2 separate regions of the Gossypium hirsutum genome follow, and region 2 is linked to region 1. Evidence: chromatin contacts called from public Hi-C data. All regions are on one chromosome and are shown on one strand. The core of a region is the stretch at or near the end of the contact, and the rest is flanking DNA. Distances in the headings are between cores, read along the strand shown. Region 1 has its middle 4.7 kb from the start of TRNAS-UGA. Region 2 holds the start of LOC107938547 (histidine kinase 3).

Evidence for each region. A called contact is a pair of places that touch in the nucleus more often than the background predicts.
Region 2: a Hi-C map of leaf shows a contact between it and region 1, with 2.1 times the contacts expected there. The contact joins the promoter of LOC107938547 here to the enhancer-like site in region 1. A contact is called at or near these places in 9 of 34 Hi-C or Micro-C datasets (callus, hypocotyl, leaf and 1 more).

The regions. Positions count from the first base shown.
Region 1 is chrA01:93,841,034-93,848,365 of Gossypium_hirsutum_v2.1, reverse strand. No RefSeq gene overlaps it. Among protein-coding and RNA genes, the nearest start is that of TRNAS-UGA, 4.7 kb to the left of the region's middle. Within about 2 kb of position 2,500, at least 4 of the 9 cell types and tissues checked have an H3K27ac peak or open chromatin away from gene starts, as enhancers often do. A contact at or near this core is called in leaf, where this site is marked.
Region 2 is chrA01:94,041,778-94,049,109 of Gossypium_hirsutum_v2.1, reverse strand. LOC107938547 (histidine kinase 3) reads left to right here and starts at 4,468. Exons shown (of 11, transcript XM_016871742.2): 1 at 4,468-5,334; 2 at 5,533-5,814; 3 at 6,017-6,186; 4 at 6,449-6,661; 5 at 6,894-7,080; 6 at 7,164-7,215. The coding sequence starts at 4,846.

The sequences.
Region 1 (7,332 bases), core at 1,251-3,750:
GACTTTTATGATGGAAATAATATTTAAGTGTGATATTTTATATTTGAAAATATTTTGGATTGTTGGAACCTCATATTAAAGAATTGGATCACAAAAATTGGACTTGAATAGTTGAACATGGGCCTCGGGTCCATTTGTTGGTCTTTTTATGAGGAAAAAGAACCTCATCAGCCTTCATTTTTCTCTTTTCCAAGTAGGTAGTAGCCTCCCATGGCTAGTTCCCTTCTTTTTTTTCATTTTCTTGCCTTTTTCTTCATGTTCTCTAAAAAATACCACCTTGAGATTTTGTCAAAAGTTCCATGAAACAACCTCCTAAGCTAAATTCCTCCATCAGTTTATTTAGTGGTAGCCTAGGGTTAAAGGAGTTTTAGTATGAGAAAATGAAGATAGAGATAGAAAGTTTCATCAAGGTAAGAATGGTTTTTTTTCTAACTCTCCTAGCTCGATATTCGAATTTAATGGTTATGAGAAAGCTCAGAAAATTTTGCTATTAATATTTTGATATATTTTTTGTATGAGAATTGAGAAAATGCAAACAAGTATTTGGAAACTTGATTTTCAGTATTTAGGCATCCAAGAGGTAAGTATCACTGGATATTCTAACTTGATTTTCAGTATTTAGGCTTCCAAGAGGTAAGTATCATTGGATATTCTTACTTTTCTTATGCTAAAATGTTTAGGATAATAATAAATTTAAGTTATTAATATGAAAATAGTGTAATAAACATGTGATTTATTATATAAATAAATATGAAATGTGTTTTTGGGTGAATGTGTTTAATATGTGACTTGAATAATTTGGTTATCAACATTTGTACTAACACAATTTTGGACAGCAATAGTAGTGTGACTTCGAAAATTCACCAAAAATTAAGAAATTGAATTAGAAGTTAAGCCACATATGGTTTTAAATCTTATAGAGTCTAGTTTTCATTGGAACAAACAGAACTTGCATCCAAATTATACAATAAGAGATAACTATGAGGGAAGGTTGAATTTGTTAGTAGCATCCTTTGTTTCGATTTTGAAAATTTGTTAAGAATTGTATAAAATGAATTAGAACACAAGTCTTATATTTATAAAACTCTTATTAAGTATAGTTTCTAATAAAATAAATGGTGAATTTTTATAAATTATATTTTAAAATTAAATTATTTTTGAATGAAGAGAGGTCACAGTTGTTTGGTAGTAGGCCAGCAACTCTGCCCTAACCTTTAAAATTTGCTAGCATGTGTAAAAGCATAAATTTTGGAAATTTTGTGGTTGAAAGGTTCAAGAGTATAATTTTTAAAATATCGAACAGATTTTTATTTTGAATTTTTTGGATTGACAAATAAATAATTTATTGACAGCTACTCAAGTAGGCAATTCTGTTTTGAAAGATTAAATTTTGCTAAATATAGACATATTATGTCATAATGACCCATTGTGGAAATGATTATAAAAAATAAATAAGTGTAGTGACGATTTATATGGATATATGATATGAGTAAATATCATAATGTGCCTTACTAGACTTAGTAAAATGTTAACATACAATTGACATGCCAATTAAGGGCTATAGCGTGTTAGAGTTTTGTCATAGGTTTCACGCTTATGTGCACTTTTTATCACCTTTGGGCCTTGCACTTATTTGCATTATGGTGTGGTGTAGTTTATGGTCTTATGAGCTCTTTAGTGTGGTGGAGGGATGTTTTATGCTATTTTACAGTTTAGCACTTTAGTGCTCATTGGTGTGGTGAAGGAGTCTTGTATATGCGAGTCAGTTTTACTAAAGTTTATTATAGGCGATAATGGATTAAATGTTGATAATTAATTTTAAATGTGACTATAGATGGATAAAAGCAAAAGTTAAGGTCAAGAACTAAATGTTTTATTACTAAAATGGATGAAAATAAGGTAAATGTATAGCTAAGAAAATGAGAATTTAAATTGATAAGGTACTCTAAAAGTATATGCCCTAGTTAAGGAAATTACAATGGAATGGATGGATCCAATTGAAAATAAGTGCCATAAATGATAAATATATGTATATGCATGCTTTGAAAAGTTTAGAAATAAAGCTTTAAAATGAGGGAGAGTAATCTCTGCATGAACTTTTCATAAGCTATTGCCTAATGAATCATTAAAATATAAGTTGGGCCCCAAAATTCGAATAATTTAAATGAATTAGTCACATGCCATATATTTTACTTACTATGTGCTAAGTTAAAAACAAATGATTGGCCTAGTGGTTGAGTGCTCCAAAGTTATCTTAGAGGTCCTAAGTTTAAGTCACCAATTTAACATATTTTTAATTAATTTTTTTGGTGAAATTCCTAAGTCCTAAAAACACCTTTGCCGTCCACCCATACATGCCTTGCTTAGGGAGTTTTTTTTCCATCTTTTGTTAGTCAACATTCCATGTTTAACCAAACATAATCCTCTTTTTCACTCCCTTGTCTCCTTCTCTTCCCTTTTCTGTTTACAAATGCCTTGTGTGAGGTTCAATGAACCTAGACATGGTTGACCATAATCCTTCTCACCCAATTTGGCATACCCTCCCTCTCATTACTATCCCACCATTAGCTCATCCGCAACCTCTCCCTTTTTCATTTTTTCTCTCTTTTTGGTTACCCTTCATTTTTCTTTTTATTTTCTTTTCTCTTCTCCTCCACCGTAGCTAGCCTTGCACCACCACCACCTCATCGTCAAGCCACTGCCTTGCCGCATCTTCCCTTCCCTTTTCTCTGCAAGCGTCGCCTCCTCCACCATAACACCCACCGTGCACCACCGTGCATTTTATCTTTTTCTTATTTTTTTATTCTATTCTCTCTTTTTTAAAAGAAGTGATCGAACCCACCTCTTTTCTTTGCCCTCCACCAGAACTGTGCCTTTATCAAGGATCATTGTCGCCGTCACCACCGTAGCACCATCACCGACAGTGGAGATCTCTTCTTGTTTTCTTATTCATTTCAAATACTCATTATTTTTATTTTATTTTATTTAAATCCTAATTTGAACTCTACCTTTCCTTGGATTTATTTTCGAATAAATCCACTTCTTAGATCATTTCTTCTCCTTTGATTCGTGATCAAATCGTTTCGTTGATCATCCGTTTCATTCATGTTAGAGTAAGTATTAAAGGAGTGTAGAAATAGTTTCTCCTCTCTATTATTTTCCCATGGCCGATAACTTAAGGGAGGACCTTAGTGATTTATTTTCATAATGATTAATATTTCATACATATTATGTGTAGAGGGGTCACTCGACATCAACTTGAGAGGCCGTTAGCCGTTGGGATTAAATCGCTAATCTGAGAGATCTTTTAAGGATAAGTGTTAATAATAATTGATAATCGATTTGTTGTATTAACCTTAAAGATGATAGTCTTAACTCAAGATCGCCATTTGTTGTTTGATTAGGAAATCTAATTGTAGATCCTTGACTGGGTGTTCTGGGAGATTAATTACACATCGGATCAAGTGTGAGTTTTAACACTAAATTAATTAAGAATATTATTATATTGATAAAAATGTTGCAATTAAAATAATGTTGTTTGATGGGGATACTATATGTATCCATAAAGTGAGATAAGTCATCCTTATGAATTTCTATCAAGTAAGTGTTTTTCTTAAACCGTATACTTATGAAATGTATGTTGTGTGATATTGATGTTTGCTAATAATATGAAAAATATGCATATTTCATTTTCATGTTATGTGATTATATGAAATATGTGATATTCGTATGAAATATGTGATATTCGTATGAAAATAAGATGTGAAAATTTGGTACCTTGAGTACATATGTGATTTGCATGCTAAACATGCCTATATGATTTTAAGTGTTTTGGCCATATCACATGCATGGGGTGGGATGCCTGAAAGATGGAAGTATATGGTAGTTTATCTGCATTGATGTGACACAATTCATGATTCTAATTATATGGCAGTTTATCTACGTTACTATGACACTATTCACAATTTGGTGTGTTGTTTGGTCGAGTTCTGGGTAAACTCGACTATGGTGTGTAGCGGATATGGGGAGGATCATTTTTACTAAAATCTACATTGTTTTATGAATTATGCATTGACATCATCATGCGTGATATGCTTATGAAATATTGAGATATGTGATTTTATGACTTTGTATAGTATATGTTTTATGTTGTGAATGAGTTTGAGTTAATCTCAGACTGGCTAAAAAAAAGCTCACCCCATTAGTGTTTCAACTTTTCAAGTAGCACTCAAACATAGGACTTGGATCAGCTCTTGGTGGAGCCTCTCGGAAAATTTTACATCATTGATATTTATTGGACTTTTAACTATTTGGATTGTAGGTTGTGTTTTTGTGGACTTTTGGACTGTGGACTTTAACTTTATTTTGGTTATGATTTATATTTTTATGACTTTAAACTATCACACATGCATGCAAAATTATGAGATTTTAAGTGTTTTTAATAATGCCATTTTTCTAAATTAATTATGTTTTTCCTAAATTTTAAACAAAATGATAATTTGTAAATTTCCTAAATAGATTTATGAAAATCGTTGCGGCCTTCTTTGTAAGAAATCATTTTTATAATTATAATATAAGATCCTTCATATTTAGATGTTTTCAAACAACATTATAATTAAATGACGCTTTTCTTTTTTAAAGAATAAATACATTTTACTAAATATTTTTCGAAAAGAAAAAATTAGTCAATCTTAGAAATTTTTATGATTTCAAACTCAATCCTCTATTTTTTTCAAAATAAATAAATAATTTCGCACGTCGTTAATGTAATTTTCAAGATTCGGCCATAACGTCTAGGTCAGGTTTGGGGTGTTACAGACTTGATTAGTATAGCTTTAGAATTTGGCTGAAGTGAATCTTATATGACATGCTTAAAGGGGCTCAACGTTAATAAGGAATAGGATAAGTAGGTTTATTGTCACACCTGGATTGTCAAATTAAAGTTTGGATTATTTGAATCATATTCTTAGCTTATTTAAATTTATTTCGATTTGATCCTATGGAATTATTTTGTGCAAAATTATAATGATTTTAGTTTAATTTGGGCAATATAGTAAATTGGAAAGTCCTTGTATGGCCGGTTATTAGATATTTGGGTTTCAACTAAATTAGTTTAATTGTAACTATAAGATTAGATAAGTGGATGAAAAAATGTTGATGTCCTTAAATTTGAAAATGTTATTTGAAGATAGTGGGAAAGGGTAATGGGGGATATATGGAGAGTAGTTAACTGGGGTTAGAGATTGTGCTGGAAATTCATTTTCATCTTTCATTCCTTTATTGGTTATTTGCTCTGGAACGATGAGAATAGAAGGGAAGAAACCGACTTGCATGTGGGTAGGAATTTACAATTTAGCTGGATAATCGTGGAATTTACGAATTTTTATTAAAGCCGAAGGAGGAGGTCCAAGCATCAAAGAAAATTTAATTGGATGGAGGAGGATTCAACTTCTTGGTATTTTGCTGGTGAGTTCTTAAACTCAAACTTTCAATTTTTGTCTTGCATGTTTCAATGCTTTGAGTTGGATTGTGGTCCTTGGAAAATTATATTGCATGTTCTGCTAATGATGAGATGTTGCTCTATTATGAGATTTTCTACTGAAATATTGATGCATGTTAAGTGTTGAAGTGCAAACACATGTCTGGTTATGAGCACAGGTTTGTGGTATTGATGAACTATATGCTAAGTAAAATGTTATTGATCAAGGTATTTTGTTGAACCTTCTTCTGATTGTAATGTATACCAACATTTATGCTAAAATGTTTGGTATACTTTGTTGTGTGTCACTGAGTTGTATGATTAGCTGAACGTGTGGGCTTGTTGATTGTTGAAAAGAGTTATTTTGATGATAATGATTTGTATGCGGAGCATAGGAGGTATCTGATGATTTGAGATGAAGGAATAATGAGATGTCATGTTGTGCACTTTGTGCCACATATTGTTTGGCTTTACAGAGGTTCAATTGGGATGAATTGAGATTGTATATGTATAAGTTATTTAGCTTTGCAGAGGTTCAGATGGATAGTACACAGAATGGCCAAGCATGGTCAAGTTATAAGTTAAGACAATCAGCAAGGACTTGTCTTCAAGTTACAAGATAAGACAGTCCACAGGGACATTCCTCCAAGTATGAGTCCGTAGGGACATTCCCCCAAGCATGAGTCCACAAGTATGTATCCACCAAGTATTAGCCCGTAGGTATATAACCACCAAGTATGAGTCTGCAGGTATATATCCACCAAATATAAACCTACAAAATTATCCACCAAGTTTTATGCTATATGTCTATCTGCAAGATTAGCTCAGACTATTCAAAATATATTCATACACAAGGCTACCATCAGTGACTTGTTTATGGCGTGTTGAATATTATACTAACCACTCTTATATGGGAGCTGCAAATCATGTTCAAGCTGCTCATCATGCAATTATGTCTATATGAGTAATGTAACACCCCTAACCTATATTTGTCACCGAATTAGGGTTATGAGGCATTACCGGTCATATCAAAGTTCATATAGATATTCATTACATTTCACAACTCAAAATTCAATCACATCAATGCTTGTAACTTAATCAAATATCGAGTCTTAAAATCATAAAATTCATAACATTGCATAATTAAAACATAATTTAGCATATATCAAAACATATTATATACAGAACATTTAACAAAACAATTATTTCATTAGTTGAATATCAAACCTTTTATTATATAGCTTTTGCACATGTACAAATTAAACATCAAACGAACCATATTTCACTACTAAATATTTCATTCATTTATGTGGCATTGGTGATATATAAAAAAAATGACCAAACATGCTTTAGTTACCATTATACCATGTTCATATTTCCTAATGTCAAAGCCATATCTAAGCATAATTACCGAATTAGTATTATCTTATTCCATTAATTGATTCATGACTACACCAATTCACATGTTATGCACATTAATCTAAGTTAAATTTACCGCACGTTATACTAGACATTCTTGCACATATACTCATTTAAAAAAGCATCATTTCAAGACCAAATATACTTCTTCTCTTGACACAAGTTTATGCATATATGACCATATTGATTTGAGCCATTTTGAGCACAAATAACACCAAAAGTACACCTAATTCGTATGCTTAAAATACATACACATAACCAATCACTTAACTACATATCCGGTTATCCAAGATAACTTCAATACATAACATAAACCATATCACATGCTCATTAATATGAGTCTAATACTTTAGTCGAATATACTTATACACATTATTCACCATTTCTAAACCATTTCACTAATGCAAGCATGCCATTTAAAATTGACTCAAAGT
Region 2 (7,332 bases), core at 3,219-5,718, 200 kb before region 1:
TAATTGGTTAGTGAAAGTATTACTTAAAAAATGCCAAAACAGAAATTAAAGAATGAATTCTTTGAAAGAAAACACTACTGCTTTATTTATCAATTTCAGTGTTTATATACACAGATGAATAAAAGTAAGAGAATAATTACTGTTAGCAACCTTCATAATAACTTAACAGATCCTAACCAACTTCTCTTAATAGAGTACTTTAACAATTAGAATATTATTTTTTCACATATTTTATTTATTGATATTAGCTATAAATTAATTATAATTGATAATTTTTACATTTTGTTTACTTTGAAGAAAATTTATATTTTACAGTAATTTTCACTTATCTTTTTAATTATATCTTTTTAATTTGTATTAATTATTTTTATTTTATGTTTAATTATTTTAAAATATGTATATTAAATATATTATTTTTAATGTTATTATACTAACCAAAAAGTAACATGTATATTGCCATATAAAGTGGAACCCAATACTTAAAAAAGACTGTTGTGATAAGATAACAATATCATGACAAGAAATTACTTCGTCCACACTCGAAGAGAAAGCTTTAACCAAACAAAATAATAATAAATTACACGAAGACAAAAACAGTTGCAATTACCATAGTAGATAAATAAATTATACATTCATATAAACAGCAATTTCATAAAGAAAAAAAAATCAATCAACAAATATATTAAATTGAGTGATAACAATGCTAAAAAATTCAAATTTTTGTCGAAACTCCCAAGACTGCTGCTCCCTTTAAAATGATGATTTTGAATGAAATCTAAATACTATTGATTTTATTTGATAAATATATGTGAAAGAAATTAACCAAATCCATTTTAAAATAAAGAAAACAATTAAATAATAAAAATTAAATAAAAGAATAAATATGAACTACTAGGATAATTTGTTAGTCTTTCAAAGGTTACAAAGTCTTTTTATCATTAATATGACTTGAGTTTCAGTTTTTTTCTTAAGCGTCACAGCCACGCCTCCCTTTAAAAGTTTTTTTACCCCAAACTCCGTTATAAGTTATGGGCAATAAAGTTAAGAATAATATCTTTAGTGGAGATGGAGAAAAAAATAAACTGATTATGCTGGAAAGCCCATTTTTTTTATATGATTATGATCTCAAACTTATGTAAGGGGTTTATAAAACATCATTTTCCGATATCATAAAACTTGAACTCGTGATTGCAGAATCACTGCCAACTAGGGACTCGAGTCATACTTCAACCCGTGACTGTTTAACCACCGTTAACTGAGAGCCTAGTTATACTTCAACCTGTGTTTGTATAATCATCGTGAATTGGGAGCTTGAGTTGCAATCCGATGGGCTTCTAAGATGATAGTTTCATCCCTAAAGGCAGATGAAATGTGTAGGTTTTTGAGAACTAAAATATATTTTAAAACTATCACAATGTCTACCTCGAATACAAATGCAAATAAATCTGTCTCCCGAAATTTCTAACACCTAACACAAAAAAAATTCCTGCTAGACATATTTTTAATTTCTCTCTAAAATCAGTTTATTTCTCTAAATTTGGGAGAAACCGACCTACTTTGCTGGCTAATTTACCCCTTTTTGATGCCTTTCTTTTTCTGTGTGTGTATAAAGATGATAGCTATGATATGAATAAGGCTCTGGAAATGGACAAGAAAATTTTAGCCATGATTGATTGTGTTGTAAAAAAAAGACGAAGAAGTTGATAAAAAATGGGGTGGTAAAGAAAATGAAAAAGTTGGGGAGAGAAAAAGAGAGCGTGAGAAGCAAATGAATTAAAAGAATAAAAATTTTATTAATTAAATTTAATTTTAATAAATATATTTTTAAATAAAAAATGATTTAAGTAATATATTTTATAAAAATAAAAAAAGTTACTATGCGGACCTCTTCAATTTTTTAATGTCAGTTAATTATTTAAACTAAAAACTATAATCAAATTGAGATAAAAAAAGAAGAAGAAGAAGAAATTACAAAACTGAAAAAATGAAGTGAAATGATAGAATTAAGTTTTTTTTTTTTTAAGAACTATATTTTGATATTTTTGTTCTTATATGAAGCGAGCTTTTTACTCCAACTTTTAACGTAGAACGTGGCAGGCAGATAGACGGGTGTAATAAATGAAACCCCACGGGTGCCACGTAATAAGACGAAGACCCCTTACAGAAACGACACGCAGTGGAGGATGATTGGATAAAGGAAAAGTAGAATAGAGAAGCGGTGCGTTGACGTGGGACATCGCTTTCGCAAAATGGAGTAGTGAATTAGTGATGGTCTAATCAACTTTCCTGACATTGCCGCCCTTCTCTTCGCCACTGCTTTCTACACTTAATTACTGTTTTGCCAACAATCATTAGAATTTGTTATTTATTAATCCATCTTCATTTGAGAGGAGAGAAAAATTTGAAGAATGATGATTGAGCATGTTTCCGAAGCTGGAAACTTAACACAGCCCTGTGGTCTCCCTACATTCTCTTTCTCCTTTAGCCACAACAACTATTATCTCTTTCATTTCCAATCCAATCCACCAAAATTAGTTTATATTTTAAAAAGTCAAATATGCATGCATTTCTATTCACAAAAGCGAAGGGTTAGTGTATTAAATATTTAAGTTTAACATCTATCATTCACAATTATATAATTAAATAAGAATTAATTTTAGTTTCTATTGTATCAATTCTTAGTCCGATCGTATTGTAATAGTTTGATTCTACTTTTTAATTCTTTATACAATTTATGTTGTAATAATTTGATACTTGTGATTCTTTAAACATGTAATTGTAATTGAATTTGAAATTTAGTTTTTGTACTTGTATTTTCAGAAATTTATTCTATCTACTTTTTAAATTTTAAAATTCAAGTCCAACTGTTAATACGGTTAATTTTTTTAGTTGAATTCAAGTTAATTACATTCTTTTTTAATAACATGGCTACTAAGTGAGTACTTTTTTATTTTAAAATGTCACAATAATAAATTTAACCTAAAAAAATTAACAGTATTAATAGCTGGATCTAAAATTTGAAATCTGAAAAGTAAAAAGACTAAATTTCTATAAATACAAGTATAATGACTAAATTCCTAATTTTTGAAAGGTACAAGGACTATTGGCACATTTTAACCAAAAAAATATAATTAGATAAATTAAAAGTTTATGATATACATATAAAATTAATACTTAATTCAAGATAACAATGGGTAAATTAGTCTTTATATATTTCATTCTTTCATTAAATTTAAATTTATGCTATTAAATGTTTATTTTAACATTTTATATATAAAACATAACAATAAATTTAACCATTAATTTTTACACATTCATTGATTTTTTCCCTACTCTTTTGTTTGAACTAAATTAACCATCTAGCAATTTACTATCAACTTTTATCATTTACATGACACTACTTTATCTATATTTTATTACAACAAAAAATTCTAAAATATCGTAGAGCATTAGTAAAAATTAGGTTAAAGACTTGTGTTGTTCATAAAATTGAAATTTAGTTTTTGTATTTTATTCTTAAGAGTTTGATCTTTTATTTTTTAGATTTTAAAATTTAAATTCAATTGTTAATTATATTAATTGTTTTGTTAAATTTATTAATGTGACATTTTGAAATAAAAATATTCACTTGATTGCAATGTAACTAAAAAATAACATTCTAATGAATCTAAATTTAACACAATAATTTTAATAATTTCAATAATTAGACTTAAATTTTAAAATTAAAAAGTATAGGGATTAAATTCTAAATTTATAAATATTAGAGATAATTATGGCATATTTTAAGCTAAAAATTATGATTCCAAAAATTATAAAAAAAAAGTGTCAAAAGATTATAAAAGAAGTTCTAAATTTAAAAATAAAACATAGATGTGATAATAAGATAAAATAGTACTAAAAATTAAGGGTTATTTTGCTTCAAATAAAAAGTATATGCTAAATTAAAAAATAGGGTATAAAAATTAATGACTAAATTTTGTTATTATAGAACAATTTTTTGATATTTTTAATCAGATAATTTTAATAGAAAAATAATATTTACCGTATGAAAGAACCCGAGTTGTATGTTTAGTATACCCTAAATTCAATAATCCAAAATAGGAATTATTGCTACCTTTAATTCAATGAAGCAAGTTCTTAAAAACTCTATCGTCTTCTTGATCTAATGTTTTTGACAACTTCGAAAAATTAGAGGGCTCCTAATCTCAAAAATGGGTACAAAAGTCGAATAAAAAAGAAAAAGAAATTATGTTAATTGGTATAGAAATTTGTTTTCATGCAGAGCAGCAAAGGGTACTTTTGTTATCATAAAGTACAGCCAACCCGAGAATAGAGAGTTAAAAGCGTGTAGAAGTTGTACACTTAGACAAAAAAAGCAAAAAGAAAATTTCTCATTTGTTATATTATTTTATATTTAAAGACAAAAATTAATAAAATATACTGGTAGTACCGGCACTACAGTGTTGCAGTAGTATAATATATAATTAGTGTTTGTAATTAGAAACTCAGAATCTTGTGGGGGGTTTTGATTCTTTTTTGTGGTTATTGTGAAAAAATTTCCTTTTATCTTCCTCAATTCTGGGTTTTCTATTTTGCCATCCTCAGTTAGAAAGCTATATTGCTGGATAAGATAGCATCTTTTTTTCTTTCTCTCACGGTCCAAGGCCTTACAGTCTGTCACATGGTAAATTTGGAGTTTGCTGGGAGAGGGTTCATCTTATCCCAAGGTTCTTTTCTGTTGATGCAGAATTTTACTACACAGTTTCTATAGATTTGACAGTGGGTCTCTGTCTTTAGCTGGAATTAAGAAGGAAGTAAGACCCACAATTGGTCACTGTTTCTTGGATGAGTTTGCTCCATGTATTTGGGTTTGGTTTAAAGGTGGGGCATCTGCTTTGGATGTTATGTTGCTGGGTAGCATCTATGATTTCCATGAACTGGTTCATTAATGGTGAATTTAAGGACGCTGACACAGTTCTCCTTGGTCATAGTGGTAGTAAGATGTGGTTGAAATTCTGGGACAAGTTCTCAAACTATAGCTTCAACATCCACCATCAATATTACCAGTATGTGGGTTCCAAGAGAATTAGCAAGACTTGGTGGAGAAAGCTCTTGTTTTCATGGATAATTGGTTGGATTTTGGCTTCTATTTCTATACTCTATTATATGAGCTTTCAAGCTACCGAAAAGAGGAAGGAGACATTGGCTAGCATGTGTGATGAGAGAGCTAGGATGCTGCAGGATCAGTTTAATGTAAGCATGAACCATATCCAGGCCATCTCCATTTTTATCTCAACTTTCCACCATGGCAAAACCCCCTCGGCTATTGATCAGGTAAGTTAATATCCTCATCTTGTAACTTTTAGTTAAGATAGATGATTATGCATTTCCTTTGCTTTATTGATCAGGATCGGTTTATCAAGTAATGATCTTGTCAACTTGATAGCCAAACCAGGTCTGAGTGTTTGTAGTTAGGAATTATGATCCTTCTTTTTTTGGATAACAAAGGGAACTCACTTTAATCACATCTAGAGGACTTTTGCGAGGTATACGGAACGAACTGCTTTTGAGAGACCTCTTACAAGTGGCGTGGCTTATGCTGTAAGGGTGCTCCACTCGGAAAGGGAACAATTTGAGAAGCAACAGGGCTGGACTATTAAGAGGATGGATACCCTTGAACAAAACCCAGTTCATAAGGATGACTACAATCCTGACCTCTTAGAGCCATCGCCAATTCAGGAAGAATATGCTCCTGTTATCTTTGCGCAGGATATCGTATCACATGTGGTTTCTCTTGATATGCTGTCAGGACAGGTTAGCTCTTTTACTATCTAAAAGCTTATTGAGAAACCCAAGATTCCTTGGATCACTTGTATTAAGCTTAACTCGACTGAAGATTTAATTGTACTACTTTCCAGTTAGGAGGAATAAAATATTTTCAATCTCTCAAGAATTTTGAATTCATTATTAATTACACACTTCAGTTATGAATACTGAATTTCTTGTGTACCGATAGGAGGATAGCAAGAATGTATTGTGTGCAAGAAAATCAGGAAAAGGGGTGCTAACAGCTCCATTTAGGCTACTCAAAACAAATCGTCTTGGAGTTATTTTGACATTTGCGGTCTACAAGAGGGATCTGCCCTTGACTGCAACTCCTACTGAGAGGATTCAAGCTACTGTCGGGTATGTTTTCAGTATGATCAAAAAGTAGGAATGTCCAACAAATGTCTCCTCCTTTTATAAAAATTAATGGGAAGATAAATTCCTTATGCTTCTCATCTCTGAAACCACATACATACATGAAAAAGGTAAAAGCTGCAATAGCTTACAGACATCAATGAAAATAATGCCTTGTTAAAAAGGGTGAACCAAGCTCTTTTCTTTTTAAACGAGATCCCTGATAGGATGCTCTAGTTAATGGCTCTGATAAGATGATCTCAATCAGGTATCTTGGTGGAGTGTTTGATATTGAGTCACTTGTGGAGAAGTTGCTACAACAGCTTGCAAGTAAACAAACAATCCTTGTGAATGTGCTGGATACAACTAATCAGTCGTACCCTATCAGCATGTATGGCTCAAACGCATCAAATGACGGGTTGGAGCATGTCAGCCTTCTTAATTTTGGAGATCCATTCAGAAAGCATGAGATGCGCTGCAGGTAGTTCATAGATTTTTGATTGCCCAGGTTTCACCTTCTCTTTGATATGGGCCTTTGCAAGTGCGTGTCAACCTTTATATAACATGGACTGTTATCTACACCCATGAAACAAGGTTGTTTAATCTTCAAGAGAGGTTCTAAATTGTTTTCCTTCTTTCTTCAAGAAACCAAAACATTTTAAAAATAAAGTAACTTGAATATAAATCATGGATTAATTTTGTCTTTATTCTAGGTTTAAGCAAAAGCCACCATGGCCATGGTTAGGAATAACAACTTCAATTGGCATCCTTGTGATTGCATTACTTGTTGGGCATATATTCCATGCAACTGTAAATCGACTTGCCAAGGTGGAAGATGACTGCCATAAGATGATGGAGCTTAAAAAGCAGGCTGAGGCAGCTGATGTTGCCAAATCTCAGGTATATGACATCTGAGTTATACTCTTAAAGCATTCTGACCTCTTACAGACATTTGGTCCTAATTAATTGTGACCGTTTTGCAGTTCCTTGCAACTGTTTCCCATGAGATCAGAACCCCAATGAATGGTGTTCTAGGTGTGTCTTGAAGCTTTAATTTATTTCTATAAAAGTTTATTTCTGTGCATTGTATTATGCTTAAAAAAATTAAATTAAAATAACCAGTAGAGAATATCGATTACTTAACCATGACAG